2 separate regions of the Mus musculus genome follow, and region 1 is linked to region 2. The links are chromatin contacts, called in public HiChIP or PLAC-seq maps. All regions are on one chromosome and are shown on one strand. Each heading gives the region's core, a stretch centred on a gene start, on an enhancer-like site or on the middle of the called end of the contact. The rest is flanking DNA. Distances are from core to core; before and after follow the strand shown.

Region 1 (3,752 bases), core at 89-2,588, 280 kb before region 2:
CAGAGGACAACCCCAGAAACTCTAACAAGAGGAAAAACAAAACAAAACAAAACAAAACTTGGTAGTGCTCAGCTAAATGTTGCTCACAATCATTTATGCCTCCATTTAGAAATAAGTCCTCTGTATTATAATCAGCATGAATATGGTCATGTAATTATTAAGATAAAGGGAGCAAAAATCCAACAACCCTAGTAAACTAAGAGGTTTAAACAGGGTGAATAGCACTGGGCAGAATCCACGATTCAAGCGAAATCACTTTGAAGGATATTCTAGGGTTATGTCTAAAAGATTAACAGTTTTTGCTTGGCCCCACCCCCACCCCCTCTGTAAATTTTTTTGTCCTGGACACTGAGGTAAGACAGGTATGACAGCATGAAACTTTTTTTCACAAGAAAGTATCAAATCAATTCAAGGAAATGCCTTGGTATATCTTACCAAGACAATGAGTTCTTCTAGTGATCAGCTAAGCTCGCTCATGCATGCTGCTTGACATAACGCAAGCCAGATTGGTACAGATGGGTCTCCAAGCTAATAGCTCATGACACAAAAGCAAACAACTCTGCAGTGAATAGGGTGCTGACAGGGCGCATCTAGTGAAAGGCCTGATGAGTCTTCACAGTTTCCCTCACACTGTGGGGCTGTTTCCACAATGTATCCAAATCTTTCAGTCAATTCTTTTTTATCTATGCGAGTCACATCTTAATCTCTCCCATCCTTCAAGACAGTTCCACGGAATCTGTCACACTCTAGAAAGGGACCCCATCAATACAGACACAGAACTCTCACTGTGTGCCTGGCATTAGCAGCTGATGGCCCTTCCCCCACACTTCACTTGAGATGCCAAGTATTGTACTTTCGGGATCCTTTAAAAGGCCATTTTGCTCATTTCAACCCAGTTTCAAACAGGAAACAGTAGAAATTACCTTAGTGCAAACACAACAAATTCTATCTGAGTAAGTGCCTAAGCAGTAAGAGACTTTGAGATAATACTTTCTGCATATTGACATATGAAGGGGTACTTGAATTGCAAAATACCATGACATTGACTTCAAATTTCTATCGGGAGGAAGCATTCTTAAGCCTTTCACTAAATTAGGTATACTGAGCACTGAAAGGGCTGGGACGGATGCAAATACAGTCAGGATTACTGTGACAGGAGAGCTTTCTAACAAGAGTTCAGTTTGCAAGAACTTCTAAGACTGTGATTTCCTACTGTCATGTCTGAGTGCGACAGTGCTGGGTGTTCGGAATGCAATCCTTCCAGTTCCCCTGAACCACGAAAGCAAGACTAATGTGCAAACCGAGGCTGACAGCTCCTCCCTCGAGCTTCCCGATGAATGGCGGCTTCTGTTGCCAGCTGCAGGAACAAAAGCACCTCTATCACCCAGCTCAGAAACACAACCCAGCGTTCCAGATATGCAGAGCTGCCGTCTCAAGGCCGGGACACCACAGGTTCAACCAACAGGAAGATTCCGAAGGTACATGTGCACTAATTCATGGAGTGTAAAACTCAAAAAGCCTATTAAGTATTTAAGAATGTTCTCTTTAATTAGATGTTATTGAAAATGGCCACTCATAAGTATTATGATACCCTCAATCTCCATGTCTCACCAGGGAAATCTGAATGAAACTGGCTTACAAAAGGGTGTGCATGTGGCTCTGTTCAACAGACAGACAGGAACCTAATTCTGGTCGAGATATCTGGAGTTGCCTGGCCAATGACTGGGCTCTTCTTAGGAAGGAATAGTTTCTCTCCTTTTCCTAAGAGCTGGGAACACCTGTAGGCTTTTCTCTCACAGTGACCCCTGACGTCAGAGTATATCCACTTCGAGCTGGGAACACCTGTAGGCTCTTCTCTCACAGTGACCCCTGATGTCAGAGTATATCCACTTCGAGCTGGGAACACCTGTAGGCTCTTCTCTCACAGTGACCCCCGACGTCAGAGTATATCCACTACGAGGCCAACTTGCACTGAAGGCACGAACGACCCTTGCACTGATGCCGCAGTGCACACTTGCCAAAGTCCCAAACCATGAGACAGGTATTAAGGGCATGGCAGTGGTGGTCTGCTTCTCCCTTGTCCTCTTCCTGTTTAGGCTACTCCTATATACACACCCACAGAGGTAACAACACTGCCCAGGGAGGCAGCTGCATTCACTTCAATGGGGAAAAAAAAAAAAAAAAAAAAAAGCTGCCTTGGCCTTAGTCCTACGTCACATTCTCCTACAATAATCCAGGGCTGCCCCGCTTCTGCATACCTCAGTCAGTGGTCCTTGAGAATGGACTTGAGAGGCAGGGTGGGGTGAGCAGCACTCTAAACTCCCAACATTCTGGACACCCACGCCAAAAGGACATCCTTTGGACAGAATGAGTCCATTTCTCCTGACCGTCCCGTGTTCCCAGATTAACGTAGTGCGGAATGATGAGCTGTAACCTTCGCAAACTCTGATCCCAATTAGATGGGAATAAGAAACTGAGAAGCTTCACTGGGGAACAAGGCAGAGGCCAAGCAGGGCATAGCAGTAGTAAGATGTTTCAGGGAGTGGGGAGGGGGGGAGGGGGTGGGAGAAGGGGAGGGGCGTGGTGTGGGGGGAGGAGGCAGCAGGGCTTAGAGTGGCTGGGTAGAGGATGGAGCCAGAGGGCACAAGGAAGACAGAAACTCTTTGGTGTTGGCTCTGGCTTGGAATATTTTTCAGTACTGAAAATTTCTAAGAGCTACTAACTATATCATGGAGCTCCAAAATGTAGTTGAATCCTAGGGTTAAAAACAGGATCATGACTTTGTCCCTTGTCATCCTGTATTTTTTTTCTCACATGATTCTTTAGAAGATAAAATAAGAAGCCAGGCATGGTGACACGCACACCAACACTTGGGAGACAGAAACAGGTGGATCTCTGAGTCTGAGGCCGGCCTTATCTACATAGTGAGTTCCAGGTTGGGAGACAGAAACAGGTGGATCTCTGAGTCTGAGGCTGGCCTTATCTACATAGTGAGTTCCAGGAAAGCCAGGGCTGCATAGTGAGACCCTGTCAGAAAAGAAATAAAAAATAAAAAATAAAATAAAAATAAAAGATAAAATCTGAACTAAAAGAACAAGCCATTATCTGTAAGATTTGGGGGACTTCAGATGACACAAATAAAGGTCGTCTACTCCTGGGGTGTTTCAAACTGTCATGCACCCAAAGGCAGAGCAAACACATGACATACATTTTAGGTTTTTACAGCTTTTCTAAGAATCCCATTCCCTGTACACGTTGCTGATGAGAGACCAGGGTGTATTGAGGGTGCTGTGCTCAGGATCTGCCACTTCACTGCTGACGGAACCATCACAGGCCACGACCTACCACTTCCGTAAGTTTTCTGACCTCTATTACAGTTTAACCACTAACTGCTCCAAAGGGAAGTTATCTCCCTTTATGTTTAAGTTTATGGATTTGAAGGCAAGGTCTGAGACTCTGGACCCCCAACTGCCTGAGGGGGGAGAAGCCGAGACTCATGAGCAGCAGGGAAAGCTCCTGAGAAGCCTCAGCGATCATCAGCCAGCTATTGGTTAGGCTTAATGGCCTATCCTCTCAGGGAGAGCTGAGTCTAATCACAGCTATGCAGTCAGCACACACCACTAGCTATTTCTTAGTAGTCATCTTACGTAGTAACTCATTACAATTATCTACCTGTAAATAATGATAAATTCGCTCTTACGAAGCAGACCCTATAACATAACACAAAGCAAATAGAGAAAATTTGGGCATAG
Region 2 (3,830 bases), core at 422-2,921:
GGTTAACATCCTGCCTACCCAGCCCCACCAAGGCCCTGGTTCTCCCAGGGTTTTTCCTGACCACCTCCATATTGCTTCTCCAGTTAAAACCTTCATGTATATGTGTGTGTGTGTGTGTGTGTGTGTGTGTGTGCGCGCGCGCGTGTGTGTGTGTATGATGTACATGTGTATGTTTATATATATGTATATGCTTATATATGCAATATTTTGTATTATATACATTTAAAGGAGTCTTTAATTTGTTAAGGTCAGTAGTCTCAGAGCTCTAGACCTCATCAAGATGGGAAAGGAGTTCTGTTAAGTCACTAGATACTCTAGGGTCCTCCAGACCACACAGGGCTCCCGGGAACTCTACCTCTGTGCTTTTCCAGAAGTCAACCCTAGCTTACTCTGAAAGCAGCAGAGGGTGAGAAAGGCTGTCCCAGGTCCTGCTGCAGCAGGAAGCATCTGTTGCTTAGGAAAAGACTGAAGTGGGAATCTCTGCCCTCCACCAGGGACCTGGTTTATAAGATTGAGCATCAGTACAGCTTTGAGAACACTAAGTCAGAAACGCAGACAGACATGTTTGTATCTTTTTACAATGTCATAGTTTATTAAATAACCATAAATTCACAGGTTGTATTGTTTTTGTCAGCTGCAGTTAGCCTAATAGTCCTGATGGCCTTTGATAGCTGCCCAATGACAAACATGAAATATTTTACTCCCATCTTAATCGCTAACATTAACTCTTGGGTCACATGTTACACAGCATTTAGTCATTTTATCTCTCTGTATATATGCAGATAACAGAATGGCAACAAAAGGGTCAAAAAGGCCAAAGCAGGGGGGTTGAGGGTGGGGGTAGGGTTGCAGTTCCAAGAAGCCCTAGTGGAGACAGAAAGGTGAGGCAGATACAAAGAAAGCCACTGCTGGTTGTTAGAAAAAAATGTCAAAGAACCCCGAGTCAAAGAAGAGCTGCTGCAGGTCTGAGCCTGGGCTACAGGGTTGAGTGGGAAGTAGGAGACCACAGTTAGGTGTCCTGCTTGTGGGATCCCGGTGAGGGTGTTGCATGCTTCCATTGTCTGGTTGTGTTTGATAAGTTCTTGGGCCCAAGTTTTCTGATGTGGTTTGAATGTACTTATGTGCCCTTGCGTGCCAATCTACTATGTTAAATCTGTAACTGATATCTCCTTTCCCTTTAAAAACTAAGTTTTATGACTTAGCAGTCTGTCCTTTGCAGGCAGTAGTGGACAAGTTGTGGTACCTACGTGCACAAGGAGAGGCAGGCACAAGTGCTCTCAAAATGGTGCAGAATACTCCTTATAAAAATACAAGCATTCAGGCCAAATTATAGTCTGAAAGCCACTGTTTTACACTGTGTGGAACCAGTTAAAGCAGGGCACAGCTTGGTTTCCCCCAAACCTTTGAATTGTGATGTTTTCCTTTCATTCTTGAGTCTTTCTTCCAAAGTTACAGAACACCTTTTGGAAATTCGGACAAAGAAACCCACAGCCTTTCTCAACAAGCTTGGGCGCCCCAGAATCTCCCTAAAGAAATACGAAGCCCATTCAGCCCCTTCAGCGCCAGCTGTGATCCATCCAGAAGATGATGAGCGATTCCTAAGTTGACAGAAGCCAAGTCTTGGCAAGAGCAGGTCTCCTCCCTTCCACTGTGCTGATATCCTAACTGGACGGAAACAGTGGCAGCTGCTTCCTTCCCTCCTGCCTAGCCTCCCACACAGCCGCCCGCGAGGCGCTAAGGGACCCATGCATTAGCCTGCAGCGCCACCTAGCAGACGCAGAGTGAACTTGGGGGATAAGGAGAAAGCAGGTTTAGTGGGGGGAAGTTGTTTTGTAACATCAGAAAAGGGAGTTTCCATTTCTTTCACGGAGTTCTGGGAAATGGAATTTGTATAAAATCTTTTTTGCTCATGATGGAAAAACATTTATTCGACGCTAATGAGGGAATTTTGCCCAAAGGCCATTCTAATCCAAACTTAGGAGAACAAGCATTTGTTTCTCCAAACTTGACTCTCATTTTTGGTCACCTCCAAGACAGTGCAGAACTCGACTCCACCTTGTGATGCACCCGTGAAATCAATGACAAGGCAGAACGTCCCTTATCTTTCCCCTTCCCTTCCTTTCTTTTCTTTTTTTCTCTTTTCCTTTTCTTTCTCAGGTCGGGTTGAATTCTAGGTGATGTCTTCATGCAAGGGGCCCTACGGGACTCATAGGAATTGTTAACCTTGATCGCTCTCTTGATTAGGGTGAAGTGCCAAGCAGATTAGTAAAGCACTTCTGTGAAGGGCTTTTCAGACAGGATTGACTAACGCTGAACACGTGCATCGCTAACGCTGTATGTAGGCGGTGAGCCCCGATGGGCAAAAATGAGGAAACGTCGCCCTTCTTCAGCCTGACTGCCATGCCGTGAACAATTCTGTTCCACCACGCCCTTCTGTCACGATGCTATAACCCTCCTCCCTCATGTTGCCCCCCCCCCCCCCCAGGTATTTGCCACAGTGGCTAAAAGACGAAGGTGTTTGAAACCTACTGTTTCTGATGCTTAGCTCATGAAGCTGACTGACAATCAGAGATAGCTAGCTGACTGATCAGTTGATAATCAGGAATAGCTGACTAATCAACTGATAATTCGAGATAACTGACAGATCAACTGTCAATCAGGAATAGCTGACCAGCTGTCAATCAGGGATAGCAGACTGGCTGGTAATGACAAGCGAAGTTATTCAATTGTAATCATTTTCAAAGCCCCACCCCACCCCTGGTTTGAGTCTGTGAACTTCCTGGAACGGTCCCACAGGAATGAGCTATTTTTCTTTTGTCCAGCTTGAGAGCAGAGATCCTTTCATTCCGTGCATACTAGCAGCTACAAAGAGTTATGCAACTTTGAATTAACACCCAATTTGAAAAGTGATTTTTTTTCCTGATCATGCTAACATGATCAAGAGCCAGCTATTATCGGCCCATCAAATTGACTGTGCAGTCAAATGAAAACACAACCTTCACTCCGTGCATATGCAAGCCTGCCTCTGGTCACTGCCATTGACTGTGGTCCCATGGTTTTCAAATCAATGCCTCACAAAAATATAATTCTAATGCAACTTTAGGAGTTGATTCCTTTCTCCTATAGCAAATGTCTGAAGGATTTTGTGAGAAAGACATCAACATTGGAAACAGTAGCGCGGAAAGCCCACTTTATCTTCAGATGACATCTGTACACATCAACATGTAAAACAGAACTGAATCCCAAGTGCAACGCTTCCTTGAGCTTCCATGGCCAAGATAGTGGCTGTGAAAAATGATGACTTTCATCTGTGTAATAGAACCGTAAGTTGCCATGACAATTTTAGCTGTACCTAAGTTAACTTCAAGACAAATTAAGATTGATTTTAAGAGCAGGCTAGTCTACGTAAAACCCATGGTGTGTGTGTGTGTGTGTGTGTGTGTGTGTGTGTGTGTGTGTGTGTGGCACACACACAGCCAGAGATCCACCTTAGGTATGCTATTAACTGATTGACTGAGAGAAGATCTTTTACCAACGTGGAACTCATCAACTAGGCTAGGCTGGCCAGTGAGCTCCTAGCATCTGCATGTCTCCTCTCCAACGCCACAAACACAAGCACATGCCACAAGGCCCAGTCCTTTTAAAACCATGTTTCTGAAGATAGGACTCAGGTCCCCAAGCATGTTACTGTTCAACTTCACTAGCATCCATGTTATCCCACATACTTATCATTCTTACATCAATTGGTTTGGCACTCCTTGTTCTGAGAAACAAATCTTTCAATCCCCAATAGAAGACAAAGATACACTGTACTAAATGCAAGGAGACTC

What was found. HiChIP or PLAC-seq counts read pairs in DNA pulled down with a chosen protein or histone mark.
Region 1: a contact with region 2 is called in an H3K27ac HiChIP or PLAC-seq map of neural progenitor cells, with 6 times the contacts expected there. The contact joins two enhancer-like sites. A contact is called at or near these places in 2 of 15 datasets of contacts at CTCF or cohesin (the NIH/3T3 cell line and large pre-B cells), 5 of 484 Hi-C or Micro-C datasets (the HL-1 cell line, bone marrow-derived macrophages, cerebral cortex and 2 more), 15 of 115 datasets of contacts at active chromatin or transcription factors (cardiomyocytes, differentiating embryonic stem cells, embryonic basal ganglia and 8 more) and 1 of 9 other capture datasets (embryonic stem cells).

Annotation. Positions count from the first base shown.
Region 1 is chr15:7,191,932-7,195,683 of GRCm38.p6, reverse strand. It overlaps Lifr (LIF receptor alpha), which reads right to left. Exons shown (of 20, transcript NM_001358593.1): 20 at 1-3,752. Among named protein-coding and RNA genes, the nearest start is that of Lifr, 64 kb to the right of the region's middle. Within about 2 kb of position 1,338, at least 80 of the 459 cell types and tissues checked have an H3K27ac peak or open chromatin away from gene starts, as enhancers often do. A contact at or near this core is called in cerebral cortex, neural progenitor cells and oligodendrocyte precursor cells, where this site is marked.
Region 2 is chr15:6,907,757-6,911,586 of GRCm38.p6, reverse strand. No RefSeq gene overlaps it. Among named protein-coding and RNA genes, the nearest start is that of Osmr, 35 kb to the right of the region's middle. Within about 2 kb of position 1,671, at least 80 of the 459 cell types and tissues checked have an H3K27ac peak or open chromatin away from gene starts, as enhancers often do. A contact at or near this core is called in cerebral cortex, neural progenitor cells and oligodendrocyte precursor cells, where this site is marked.